2 separate regions of the Mus musculus genome follow, and region 1 is linked to region 2. The links are chromatin contacts, called in public HiCAR-type maps. All regions are on one chromosome and are shown on one strand. Each heading gives the region's core, a stretch centred on a gene start, on an enhancer-like site or on the middle of the called end of the contact. The rest is flanking DNA. Distances are from core to core; before and after follow the strand shown. Region 1 has its middle 36 kb from the start of Tlr2. Region 2 has its middle 9.5 kb from the start of Gm40076.

The links. HiCAR-type assays count read pairs that join an accessible place to other places.
Region 1: a HiCAR-type map of embryonic stem cells shows a contact between it and region 2, with 4 times the contacts expected there. The contact joins two enhancer-like sites. A contact is called at or near these places in 1 of 484 Hi-C or Micro-C datasets (embryonic stem cells), 1 of 115 datasets of contacts at active chromatin or transcription factors (embryonic stem cells) and 1 of 9 other capture datasets (embryonic stem cells).

What each region holds. Positions count from the first base shown.
Region 1 is chr3:83,874,423-83,881,298 of GRCm38.p6, reverse strand. No RefSeq gene overlaps it. Among named protein-coding and RNA genes, the nearest start is that of Tlr2, 36 kb to the right of the region's middle. Within about 2 kb of position 1,803, at least 7 of the 459 cell types and tissues checked have an H3K27ac peak or open chromatin away from gene starts, as enhancers often do. A contact at or near this core is called in embryonic stem cells, where this site is marked.
Region 2 is chr3:83,587,743-83,595,361 of GRCm38.p6, reverse strand. No RefSeq gene overlaps it. Among named protein-coding and RNA genes, the nearest start is that of Gm40076, 9.5 kb to the left of the region's middle. Within about 2 kb of position 6,076, at least 11 of the 459 cell types and tissues checked have an H3K27ac peak or open chromatin away from gene starts, as enhancers often do. A contact at or near this core is called in embryonic stem cells, where this site is marked.

The DNA of each region.
Region 1 (6,876 bases), core at 554-3,053, 290 kb before region 2:
CCGTGACTTCCTTCAGTGATGAGCTGTGATCTGAATTGAAAGATGTAATAAACTCTTTTCTCCCCAAGTTGCTTTTGGTTAGTATTTTATTGCAGCAATGGAAAGCAAATTAGAACGGCCCTGTTGCATCCACCCCAGAGGGCCATATGAGTCAAATAGCTAGATTGCAGGAGGCATAGTGACATAAGCAGAGATTACTGAGTAAACACCCTAGAGGAAAACTCCACTGGGAACGTGGATGGGTTTCCAATAGGCTCTGTGACTACACTCCTCCCATACACACATGAAATGCTGGCCCTCCTTTCCCCCGGCACCACTGATTTCTCCGTGGTACTTACTTGTCGCTTCTGTCTCTGACCAGCAGAAAAGAGCAACGACACAGCGTTCTTCTCAAAGCAGTTTATTCAGTAACCTTTCAACATGCATGCAGGAATCTCTCTCCAGGAAAAAAACTCTAGGAATCTCTCTCCAGGAAAAGTCCTTCCTCTGCCCCCAATCGCAATCCCTTATATAAGCCCTCAACCACGCCCCATCAGCCCAGTCCACGTAACAGCAGTCCATTGGCCAGAATCATCACTTGTCATATGGTCCGATCTTGCATCATGGTGCACCTGTGCAGTTCTCACAATGGCTTATTTTCAGGTGTATGAGGAAGTCAGGTGCAAGTCATAAGACTTGGCTGCAGTCCCGGGTGCCATCTTGGGACTGCTGCCACACCCGCTCCTCACACTGCCACCTAATATGCACACTTTTTGTTTATTTGTAGAGGTCATTGTCTTAGTTAGGGTTTTACTGCTGTGAACAGACACCATGACCAAGGCAAGTCTTATAAAAAAACAACATTTAATTGGGGCTGGCTTACAGGTTCAGAGGTTCGGTCCATTATCATCAAGGTGGGGACATGGCAGTATCCAGGCTGTCATCCAAAGGCTGCTAGTGGAAGACTGACTTCCAGGCAACTAGGGTGAGGATCTTATACCCACACCCACAGTGACACACCCATTCCAACCAGGTCACACCTATTCCAACAAGGCCACACCTTCAAATGGTGCCACTCCCTGGTCCAAGGATATACAAATCATCACAGTCATTAATACTTCTTACCAGAAATTTCATCTCTCAGGAAATACAGGAGAACTGTGGTAAGGACATATCACATGACTCTGGTTAGGTGGGACTATAGCCCAGAATCTCCCCTCAGTTCAACTGGCTCCTTGGAATCATTATGGGGTGTTGAGTGTGGCTTCAGTGGCCTCCATGACTCCTGATTCCTGGTTTGAATCCCTGTAAAGTTCCTTCCCCTTGATAGTGGCAGTGACTATAATTGGCCTTTAGCCAACAGAATATCATAAAGGTGATAGGTTGTCACCCCATGGCTATGCTATGTGAGATTCTGTCTTATTAGCTGCTACATCCACTCCAGTAGTGACAGGCCCCAAAAAACCTGGGCGCTGTCCTGAGGTGAAAAGTTCATGGAAACTTAGTCTCCTAGAACCGTGGCATCCTGTATAATGAATGCTCCAATGTCCTTGCTTTAGTTGGTAAATGATCCGTGTGCTTTCCCTTAATATTGCTTTATTATAAGTGCTTCTAAGGATTGAATTTTTGACATATAGCTAAGTTAGATTCTTCACCAGTTCTAGGCAGTCAGTCCTTGAGCTGACCCTGGGCATGGATAGCTAAGTCACTGCCCTACACATGAATTTACCATTACCTAGGAAGAAGGAAGGTTGTGGTCTAAGGAGGAGCCAGAATAGATTCTTAGAACTATAGATAGCTGAGTTACACCCATACACAAGAATTTACAATGGCCTAGGGGGGGAGGTGGACTATTCAATAGACTAGAATAGGAACTATGGCAAGGGCACAAAGCCCTTGCCCCTGGCTTCTAAGATTAAGCTGACCTTAGGTGGGGCTGTTTTTTGATCCCAGCTGTTAACATTGAATTTTCTCCCAGTTGGTTCCCGTCAGTCCTTCCGTGTTTGCATGTCTTTGTTTTATGTAAGAATCCTGTAACCTCATTGTACCTTGCCAGTGTGTCACCTAACTTCCCTATTTTCTTCTGTATAAAAAGTTTGATGCTCGATTTGACAAATTACATTCAGATCCACACTCCCTTGTGTCAAGCCTGTTTGTTACCCCTCCATCTCACTGACTCCTTTGCCCACCTACAATCAGAACCCGTTCCACGCAGATAGGAGACCCAGAAGGGGTTAGTCTGCAGCAATTAACTGACTCTGATTTTGTTCATGGCTTTGAAGAAATAGCTCTCAAGCAATTCAGCCATTTTGGAGAAATCCAGGTGATAAGAAGACTGCAGAAAGCCAAAGCAACCTCAATCGAGGAGCAACCCTTTGCCTACTGCCTCAGGGGATGGATGGTGTTCTAAACTGAGAGCTTTCTGTGCGTACTTTCTCTGTTTAGCTGGGAACCATCTAGCTGGTGGTGACAACCTGTCCTATTCCCTTATTGGGAAGGGATCCTCTAGCCAAAGTGGGAGTCTCTATTTCCTTTGCCCCCCCCCCCCGCCCGCCCCACCATTCTCTCGAGCTCAAGCTTGCCAGCAGCCCTTCTCCTTTTCTTACCCAACCACCCAACCTACTGGTTCAACACATAAAGCTTTTCCAGCATCCCAGATGGATCCCTCCCTCATTATCTGGCAAATCAAAAACCCCAGTTGCTAAACATCATTCCTTTATTGTCATCTGATTACAAGACTCTACCGGTACATCACCCGAGCTCAGTACCATCCCTCCCCACCCCCACCCCCAACTACACACGCTCTGTCTCTAGAGTCTCAAGGAACTTAAGGATATTATGTCTGACTTCCTGTGAAAAACAACTTTGCCCCCACATCTTTGCCCTATAACACCCCTACACTTGCATTTAAGAAGCCCAATAACCTACTGCCTATTTCAAGATCTTCAGCTCATCAGTTCTACAGTGGTCTCCCTCTACCCTGTCATACATTTTTCTTTATCTCTTCCCAATCCAAGCTCATACAGTATGTAGATGGCATTATCATCTGCAGTCCATCCCTACAAATTAGCCAAACTGACACTTAGGCTCTCGTCCAGCTGTGGCTACAGAGTCTCACTATCTAAGATCCAATTTTCCATCCCTCAGGTCACCTACTTGAGACTAACAATTACTCCAATCCACAAAGCTGTTACTTTGGATAGAAAACATTTATCCAGCCTTTCACAGTCCCCTCTGTTAAAGAGGAAATTTTTATAGTTTCTAGGAATAACTGTCCTTTTTGTCTGCTTACTCTTTGACCAGACAGAAAGTAATTGTAAAAAATGGCCAGACAGATATGGAGGCTTCCCATACTGGTCTTGTCAATACCATTCACCATACTTAAAATCTCCTCCTGATTCCCTCTTCTATCTGAGATAAGACCCTCTACTTGTATATACAGGACTCATGAAATTCCAGGAGGGAAATGGTCACTTCTGGCAACTGCTATGTCTCTTCAACCCCAGGCTCCCAGTAAGCACAATTAATATCCAGAGAGAATAGACCACCCAGAAGTAGCTCACATGTACCACTTACAGCCTCTCCTATGACCCTATCAAATAATCCCACCTCACCACTCACCAGCTTCCCTGAGCCTGGTGGTGCCATGACTCCAACCCTTTTTCTTATTACCTTCTTTGGCAATCTGTTCTAAGGCATTTGGACTCATTCTGTAGGGGCATTAAATCCCCCAGACAACAACAAAGCGATAATCCTTAATACCTCATCTCAGCCCCAGTGCCCTACAGTCCACAGACCTCCATTCTTTGTGGTACTCAGGTCTACCATTGTCTACCCTCTAGCTGGTAAGGAGTTTGCATGCTAGTATTTCTCTTCCCCACGTTGGGAATGATACATAGAAAGAATCCCTACTGATTCCAGTTGTGGACGCAATAGCTGCCTGGCATTATAAAAGGGCAGTTCAAATCTTGCCCCTCCTGGTTGTCACAGGAATAGCTGCAGGTGTCGTCCCTGGAACAATGGGAAGGGCCACTTCCTTGACTTTGTATCATTAGTTTTCTTCCTGGTTCACCCAGGATCTCCAGTAGGAGACCCAAACCACACTCACTCTTCAAGGACAGATTGACTCCCTGCCTGCAGTGGTACTCCAAAATTTATGGAGACCAAATTTTTCTTACAGCTTAAAAAGGTGACCTTTGCCCCTTCCTCCAAGAGGAATGCTGCTTCTATGTCAACCAAGTGGGAATAGTACAAAACAAAATCAAACAACTTCAAACAGACCTCCAAAATATCATTAGGAGCAACCCAATGCCTCTGTCCCCTAGGCATTTGGAACCCCATGTGGAAGTGGGATTGCCCTTCCAGACTCCCCTCTTTGTCATTTTCCTTCATTTATTAATCATATCCTGCTTTGGCAAATTTTTCTCTGCATTTCTCCAACCACAAGTTCAAAGAAAATCTCTAATCAGAAATTAATCAGTTATTGTTACAGATCTACCAACCACAAGCCACAGAGCCTGAAACTCTTGTTCTCTGATGGTAACATTGAAGTTTCTAGAAAATGACCACACCTAGACAGCAAGAAGTAGTCTAGAGAGCACACAACCCTCATCCCTGCCTCGAAATCATCCCTTTCAACGTCCCCTCTTTTATAATATACAAAGGGGAGGAATCAGGTATCTCCACTGCCTGCCCCCAGGCATACAGTGACAGCAGACATCATCAATAGCTGCTAAGATGAGCTCATTCCCACTGTTGCCACGGTTACATACCCTGTGCTTGCATTACAACCCTTATAAAAGGCCAGTCTCTCCTCTCCCTGCTTTCTTCTCCCCTCCACCCTCACCCAGAGAAAGCCTCTGAACACCACCTCCCTCCATAAATGTCCCATGTGAGATCTGTACAATGGTATGACTTTATGGCGTCCGTTGCTTAGATCCTAACAAAGACCAGGAAAGATGTTTGCCTAACATTCTTTAACTAAGTGCTCACTGATGGCTCCAGGCAACTGTCTAGCTATGGCCCTAAAAAGGAAACTTTCACTCTCTCTCTCCCACCCAATTACTGTGAAAACATTCCAAAGACCTTCACTCCACTACACATGCCTGATATCTCCTCATGCTGCTGTCTCTCTGTCATCTGCAGTGTTAAGAACTCTTCTAATATATCTCCAACTTTGTCTTAGTCATTGTTCTATTGCTGTGAGGAGACAGTATGACCAAGACATATACAAGAAAACATTTAATTGGGAGCCTTGCTTATTGTTTCTGAGGGTTGGGAGCTGGGTAGCAGACAGGCATGGCACTGGAGCAGAAGCTGAGAGCTTAAGTTGATCCAGAGACAGCAGGCAGAAGAAAGAGAGAAAGGGAGGGAGAGAAGCAGGGGCTGGGAGTGGGCTTCTGAAATCTCAAAGCCCTCTTCCACTGGCACACCTCCTTCAACAAGGCCACTCCTCCTCCACCAATGCCATACCTCCCAATCCTTCCCAGATAGTTCCATTAACTAGGGAACAAGCATTCAAACTTATGGACCTGCCAAGGCCATTCAAACCACCCCATACCTAAGCAGCATTCCACCACAGTGTCCTCCCTGGGACCTCTGCCTTTTAGCAACTCAGGAGTCTTTTCATAAGCAGGCCAAAAAACTGGGCCTCCTAAGACACTTCTAGCTGAGATAATATTTAATGTGATTCTTATCCTAGAAAGTAAATTTAAAGATAAGATTTAAAGCAATGTCTCTTTAATGAAGCCTTAAAGCTTGCATTGTCATGCATTCATAGGTATAAATTGGCAGCCAAATCTCGCAATGTAGTAGTGAAGTTTTAATGTTGATTCTTAAGGTGATAAATTGTTTTGAAATTGGGTTTTGCTTTCCCAAGGTTGTAGTTACAATCTAATATTACAAAGAAACTTAGTAGTTCTAAAATTCTGTCCTCATTACAGGAGGGCCAAAATGCTTGGGTTGGAAAATTTTTTCTTATGTGAGAGTTGATGCAAGTTCAGAGCAGCCTCGAGGAAGCTGGCATGAAATCTTTGTTTCACAATCTGTGACTAGGGAAGTTCTGAGAACTTCCCCCCTCCCTGCCTTCAGGGTAAATTCCCTTTAACTAATAGAACATTGTTGCAGATCTATCCAGATGTTTGAAATAATGCTTAAATTCAGAATTTATAAAAGGTCAATCGGGCTGTAGAAATTATAAAGGCATTACAATCTGGCTTGCCTACTTTATATAAAGTTATTATAGATTTAAAAGTTTGTTTTTTCCTTTACATTCTGATATTTATAGAGATGTTTTGCTTCTAGTGAGCTGTAATCAATAAGCTAAGAGTTTGAATCTTTCAGTGCATATTTTTTCCTAAGTGGAAAGTATTTTATTAGCTAATGCCTCTCAAGGGCAAGGCCGAGGTGGCATTCACCTCAAAGCGCAGTTTCAGCATCCTATTAAGCCACTGTGGTGCTAACAAAGAATTATAGGATAAATTCATATAGTTTGGGATAACTATAACAAAAGTTGTGTCTTAAAAACCTAAGTGTCTGTTCCCTGCTCCAAACAGCAATTAATTTGGTTATTACAGAATATTAATAATTGATCTATTGCATACCATCATTTTAAATAAAATTGACAATCAATATCCCAAAGATAAGTTAAAAATTGTTTTTATGCACACTTTTATATCTTCTATAAATTCATGCATGCATCCATGCATCCCAATTTCTGTGTTTAAAAACAACCCCTGTATGGGAAATAAGTAGATGTGAATTGGATCACACGCTTATTCTGTTGAGCTTCCCCCTGTTTCAGCACAGATAATTAAGTTGTGTGCTGTGGATGGTGTTTTAAAATGCTGAACAATCAAACCTTAATTTGTATATTAATAGTCAATATTCTATCTTAGA
Region 2 (7,619 bases), core at 4,827-7,326:
CTGTGAGACAACTAGATAAACAAAAAAGCCTATTTACTGTACAACTTCATAATTCTCCAGCAATAATTGCTATCCCTAGTAAATCCACTAAAAACAAAAGGGGGGAGGTGTAGTGATCTATGTAGTAGAGCCTTTGTGTCTGCTTTAAGGGAAGTGTTTCAGCAAAGCCTTTGCTATTGTTGGGTCAATTGGTAGAGCTAAGGAATTGCTTTGAGACTGTTTGAACCTTGAAAAATATTGTCTCTGTAGAAAATCTGCACTGGATGCTATGTCAGAGCTTGCAGCTACACAAACCTTCATCCTAAGACACCCTGGCAACCCGGGAGTTCTTACATTTGATTATGGTTAGCCATGGCCAAAAGGACTGAGATTTGTATGGGTTGTTCCCTCTCCTGAGCAGCAAGGGCAAGATAGCTTTGGTAGCTGGAATCTTTCCCAGCCCCAAATTAACCTTGTAGAATGTTTGAAAAAGTAACTGTAGCGAGTTATCTGGCTATCAGTCTTTTTCAAGAAGGCTGAATCCCTCTGCTCCTTTGGAAAATGAAGTCTTAGAATCTTGGTGAGCTTCTCTCTCTATTGTGGTACCTATGACTGACACCAACCAATAGGATCTCTCATTGGTCTGGAACACAACAAATAGGCTAGGCTGGCTGGCCAGCGAGCCCCAGAGATCCACCTGTCTCCATCTCCTCAGTGCTGAGATTATAAGCTTATAGCTGGCATGTGTGCGTGCGTGCGTGCATTCGTGTGTGTGTGTGTGTGTGTCTGTATGTGTGTCTCTGTGTGTTTTGTAGGCATTAAACACTCATTCTTTGCCTCCTGCATCATATTCTCAGCCATATAACATTCCTTTTTATTGATAGAACAGATCTTCACACTGTACATGGATACCAAATAAGTAATTAAAACAATGTCTTATTGGTGTAACATAGGGTAAAGTTCATTATTTTTTCCTTTTATAAAACTCCTGGCAAGGATTGCTGACATGATGTCCTAGAAATATCCTAAGTTACCCCAGGGTATTTTCTGGGAATTAAATGCCAACTCAGGAATACTCAATTTCAGAATTTTATAACAATATAACAACACATGACTATCATTTAGAGAAGTTATGCCAACTTTGATCCCATTATCTCTGTAGCAGTGATTTGTATGTCTGAAGGTTTTGGATGGGAAGACTCTAGGAACAGAGAACAGGGTTCTGATAGGACCTTGAATAGTACCAAAGAGAGGGTGGAATATTCGTTTAGCATTTCTGATTTTGGGGATGAGAAATATGAATTTGAAGCTAAAATACACCTTGGGGCTGTTAGCCTATGGACAGTATCAGGACTGACCACCCTTCATGTACCTGCCTGGCACACCTATCAATAGCCCAGTGGTTCAACCCTGCAGAGTCTTGAGGGCTCCACAGCACAGAAGGCTGGAGCACATTGCTAGACACCTGTCCAGCCACCTAGTCTTGTATTTGCCTCTGCCCACGATGCTCAAGACCAGAAAACACAGATGTCACCTTCCAAAACAGTAATACCCAAGTCCCGAAAGTATAGGGGCAAGAGATAAGGCAAAAGAGTGCAATTTTCAGAACTTTGTCCCTGAGATCATGACTCTAGCTCTCAGTAATACAGCTTTTCTCATTCCTGGCCACCAGCTCTCGGGGATTTCTGAAGGGTCACAAGCCTTCTGGAGTATCACTTTTTGGGGCATCTGCTTTCTGAGAATAGAGTTGCAAAACCCTCTAATAACAGAAATGCTCTTGCAATTCCAGCTCTGGGCACTGAATGCTGGCAGGCACTCCCCTGGGACGGATTCCTCCATCTCTACCTCCAGTTCTATTATAGGTCTACAAAAGGCGAATCAATGAACCTCTAGAAATGGAAATTTCAAAAGCAGCAGTTGCATTTGGAATGGGTGTTTCTCGTGTTAGCATCTCTGGAAGGAGCAACTGAAGCACACAGGCTGGAGATCTAAGTTTCCTGCACCCTAGGGTTGCAGCTTCTTGGCACACACATGCTCACTTTGTGCCGGGGTTCATATTCCCAGGGCTTACCACCATGATCCTAGTTAGGACCTGACACATTTCTCTTGATGTGGCTTCACTTCCTGTCTAGTCCTGTAAAGCAACTCTGTGGGTAGTAAAGATCTTTGAATTTTCCTGATCACCAGCAGGCACAAATCTTGGTAACATTACCATGACAGTATGGATAATATTTTCTGTCCTACCTTGTCCTGAGTGCTCCACAACACTTTAGCCTTACAAGGCCTTTCCCTATCGGAAGTTTTAAGTCTATTGCTGTAGAAACCTCAGGGATAGATCAGTTTTTCTGGCCTCTGAGTAGAGTTATGGAACCAGCCAAGGGAAGCTGGGTGCATGAGTCTACTTCCCTAAAATCCTGTGAAGGTCTCCCTGGGTCCTCAGGACCTCGTCTCAGGGTGCAAGCTGTCCAAATTTGTCCTCTTTATTTTCATTTGGTCCAGTTCCACTCTTTCATTTCGTGGATCATCCTTACCCTGAAAGCCATTGCCAGCAGGAGACAGGAATCAGTTCTGGCCCTCCTGTTTCCTGGACTTGTGAATGGAAACTGGTTTCTCGGTGACTGACTGAGGGAGCCTGTGCTGGGGACACTGTTATTTCCCTTGAGATGTCATGTCGGATTTTTATCTCCTTGATTTTACAGTTTGTTAATGACATTTTCAAAAGGTCTGTGGGCTCCATAGACTGACTGACTTACTTTCTTTCTTTCTTTCTTTCTTTCTTTCTTTCTTTCTTTCTTTCTTTCTTTCTTTCTTTCTTTCCTTCCTTCCTTCCTTCCTTCCTTCCTTCCTTCCTTCCTTCTTTCTTTCTTTCTTTCTTTCTTTCTTTCTTTCTTTCTTTCTTTCTTTCTTTCTTTCTCTCTTTCTCTCTCTCTCTCTCTCTCTCTCTCTCTCTCTTTCTCTCTTTTCCTCTTTCTCTCTTTCTCTCTCTCTCTCCCTCCCTTCTTTCTTTCTTTCTTTCTTTCTTTCTTTCTTTCTTTCTTTCTTCCTTCCTTCCTTCCTCTCTCTCTCTTCCCTCCCTCCCTCCCTCCCTCCCTCCCTCCCTCCCTCCCTCCCTTCCTTCCTTCCTTCCTTCCTTCTTTCCTTTTTTTTTTTTTTTGACATGGAAGATCTAATTTTTCTATTTTGTTTTGTTTTGTTTTTGGTTTTTGGTTTTATCGAGACAGGGTTTCTCTGTGTAGCCTTGGCTGTACTGGAACTCACTTTGTAGACCAGGCTGGCCTCAAACTCAGAGATCCACCTGCCTCTGCCTCCCAAGTGCTGGGATTAAAGGCGTGTGCCACCATGCCCGGCTCTGTTTTGTTTTATTTGAGATAAAAATTGCTACTGTTCTGCTATTTAAAGGATGTTTCATTTCACTGTGAAGGCCTGAAGCTACAAACTGGCCCTTTAGGTTGCATGAAGGTGACTGGTGTAGCCCCCTCTTGTTTTTATAGGAGGGACCAGTGTCTCTTATTCTTGCCTTGGTGTGATAAAATATCTGACAGAAACAACTCAAGGGCATAATAACCTATTTTGGCTCGTGGTTTCTGTGGTTTCATCTTATGGTCTCTTGGCCCTGCAATTCTGGGCCTCAGATGAAAGAAACATCACAACAGTGGAAAGGCTTGATAGGTGCTACTCACCTTATGGCTGTCAGGAAGCAGAAAGAAGGGAAGGGCGATGTATATTCTTCAAAGGCATACACTCAGCCAGCCATCCCCTCTAGTGAAACCCCACTGCCTGCAGTGTCCACAATCTCCCTGATAGCTCCACCAACCAAAGGCCATGCACTCAACACATGCATTCATGGAGGACACTGTGTATTCACATCATCACAATTCTTCTGGGCCATTTCTCTGGAGAAGCCACATCTAGCCACGCCTCACGCAGGTCCCCTGCATAGCACGCATTGTGATGATGTATTGAGGAACTTGATTTTCTGCCAGTTGAGGAGCCAAGAAAATTTTAGCATCTCAATCACTTCAATTGATAGACTCTGAGCGAGCATTTCCTACGTGTTACACAAGGTATGGTGAGTGCTAAGAGTCCAAATGTGGTTTCTACTCTGCAGATGCTCACGCTGGAGAGTTCTATAGAAGCCATGGCCGCAGCATGGCTCTCCCACCATCTAGTTGAATGAGGTCAAGTTACTTGAGCTTGCGGAGTCTTAATTGTATGAGGATGAATGATCAGACAGCACCCACTCTGTTCTTAGGACTCCTGTACTAGAAGTCAAAACAAATGCTTCTCAGAAAGTTGTTCAACATATGGAGACTCAACTTTATCTTGAATATAGCTTGTTCTATTTCCCTGGATTGTGGGAAGGGCCAGTCACAATATTTTCCATTAATCTTCTGTGACAGTACTGGTGTACACTGGATGCCCCACAAACATTCCTTCTTCCCATCCCTCCAGAGCACGCTTGCGTGTGGCCTGAGATCTGATCTGGCATATAGATGCCAACTAGTAAAGTACCATGTTCAGGCCCTCAGATGTCCCTCTCTCCTGTCTATATTTTAATAATACATTCATTTTCAATTCATATGAAAACTTGAAGCTTCCAATTCTTGTTTCCTGCTTTTCCCTTTAAAATATGTTGCCCAAAGCACTATGTTTATGAAGTTTTAAAAGGCCACATATTAGGGAAGACTTCAAATAAAATTACAATTCTTTTCTTTCCCATACCAAATCATATACCCCAGAGGTATCCACTCTTAACTTATTTTAGCTTGATTCCTTCCTATATTGCTCCATATTTTTAAATAATGCCACGACATTTCGGCCTCTTCTGGTGATTAATTGCTAAATCTACTCTGATGTTTACACTACTAGGGCAATACTAAGACCCTTCCCTGCTCATCATGATTACATTTCCTTTAAGGCACAGCCTCTTGGCTTTCCTGGAGCTCAACCTGCCCTTGTCTTTAAAAACATCTGCCCAGTATTTCATCCCAGCACTAATTACTTTCCACGTCCTATGGGACACGCAGTCGGAGGATCTGTTCCATTTTACTTCGTCAGTGACTCTGTCTCTGGAGCACTTCACTGCCCTGTTCTATGGCTGAGGACTTCTGAGGACCCTGGGTAGGTGTCTATGGGAGTATTATTATTGCTAGCATTCTTGTTGCAATTCTTTTGCAACACTATTTTCCACTTCTGTATGGCTTGTTCCCTTTTACCTCTGTTTATCATCTTCTTTTGTGATGCATGCCTGGTCTGGAGATTTCTGTCAAACGAGTTAAAGTTTTTGAAAACTTGCCCGTAAAATGCTTTTGTACCATTATTATACATTTAACTTTGTGGTCTATTCTAGATGGAGCATGTTTTCAAAATTGGACCATGGCTAGCTTGGCACCAGCGTATTCTATTCTTCAGTATATTTCAGAAAAAATCTGATGTTTGCCAGTTGGTGTATTCTATATTTTTTTTTGTCTGGGATTTTGTCTTTATTGTTAATACTCAGAAACTTCATATTGACTTTCTGTGGGTAGCTGGCTTTTCACTTAGTGTTCTGAGCACACGGTGGGATTTTGACTTGGAAAATCGCTGGTTTTAGCTCTGGGAATTTTCCTATAGCATGTGCTGTTGGGATTGTTGTTCCAGTTGCTTACTTTTTTTCTGGAACTTCAGAGGTCATATTTTCTGAGTGGATGCTCTAAATTTAAGAATATTTTACTTCCCATGCTATGTCTTGTTATCATTTTGAAGATTATCTCAATTCTGTCGTCTTTGATCCCATTTAGACTTTTTTGCACTTATATTTTAAATTCTGAGTGCTCTTTCTTGTGATATAAAAACACCTTTTCAAAATATCATCCTACTTTTCTTATTCCTGTAAGTTTAGGAGCAAAAGCACCAACCCTGGTTCGCAATAGCTGACCGAGTCTCGGCCATCTGTCCTGATCTGTCAGTCAAGATGAAGAATGGCTGAAGGCAGAGAAAGGAGATTTAATCACTGTGTACATCGGGAACAGAAATTGGAAAGGGTGCTACTTACTCTGTTTTCTGGCCCCGACTGGCGCTTTCAGATTGAACAGAGGAAGAACAAAGGCAGGGAGGGGGAAGGGCTTGCATAATTAAGTGACCTGACCTAGGTGTGGTCTGGCTGAGAGCTGCCTCCGTCTTGGCTGTTAGGCAGTCCTAGGAGCTCCTTATTGCTTGTGGGGAAAGGGTGTTTCTCAAGTTGGCGAAGTTGTTTCTCTCTAAGGCTCACATTCTTCCCAGTGGGTACCTTTCTTATCTGGGATTCGGTCTGTCCGAAGAAGCTCGGCTGTTCCTGGAATCTTAGGTGACCACAGGTTTAAGATAGTGACTGGAGAATTAGACACAGATTTTGGGTTACCCGAAAAAGAACACTATAAAAGCCCCCGGGGAACGTGCTTTAGTTGCTGCTCTTTTTATGTCTTTCCCCTTAAAAGGGTAGAGTCGGTCAGACAGACTCTCTGATTGGTTTACTTACCTATGTGCAAAGGTGATCAGGGACCCAGGGTAAAGGAGACAGATGCACAAAGAAGGTAGAGATGCCAGCTTTTATCTCGTTCTTAGAAACCTCATGGGCGTGAAGTAAGAGACAATGCTATTCCTTTTCTTTTTGCTAAAAACATGTTCTAAGTGCTTGCCATGTTCCTAATCAGTGGGTCAAGCTTTGTTTATATCTTCTAAAATGTAAGCTTTGTGGTTTGTTTCTAAATTTCAATAGAGTTTGGTTTGTATTCTAATTTCAGTCTTTGTATATCATACACACACACACACACACACACACATATATATATATATATTGAATTCAGTAGGCATCAAAAGAGGGACACATTAGCACATTACATCATCTTATATGCATAAATATTCACAATACACATTTATAATGCAAATACTAATCAAAAATATCTTAAATAATGATGAAAATAAGTTTTAATAATTTTTCTTTAGATTCAGAAACAGTAACATTGTTGCGTCTCATTTTTAAAATGTCACTCAAACTAAGCCAAGTATTTTGTGTATAGAGTAAATTTTGTAATTACAAACAGAACTGCTGAATTATTCCCCATGGTGCTCTGCATCAAGGCTTCAATTTTTTAAGAAAATGTAACCATTCAAGTGGTGACACAAAATGACAAAAGCAATCCAAAGGTTTCCTAATTTTTAAAAGTTGTTATCTATTTTTAAATGTATTATTAGAGTCAAATGGTGGTAACATTTGGAGCCTGCTATTTAAACACAGGATTATGTCATACAACAGGCATTGTGGAGTCCAGGCAGACCTGGCTTAGGCCAAGGGGAGGAGTTTGAACCTTTGAACTTACCCTTAAAGAGACCATCCCTAGCTGAGTTTGTGGTAACGAGAAACAAACTTTCCAAATAAACTTCCATTTAGAAAACCAAAATGTATGAATTTGATGTTCTTTATTATCATGGCATGATGGCAACAGCAACTGCTTGGAACTTTCGTCTTTGGGGGAATGGATAGCCCCATCACAAAATTATTTAGAACTGCTGTATGTGAGCTAACTTAAAGTAACATAATTCTAGTCTATTTAAATACTGGTTTTAAGTTCTCTATAGGCAATTCTTATCGAACACACTCTTAGGTTCACAGCTCCCTGCTC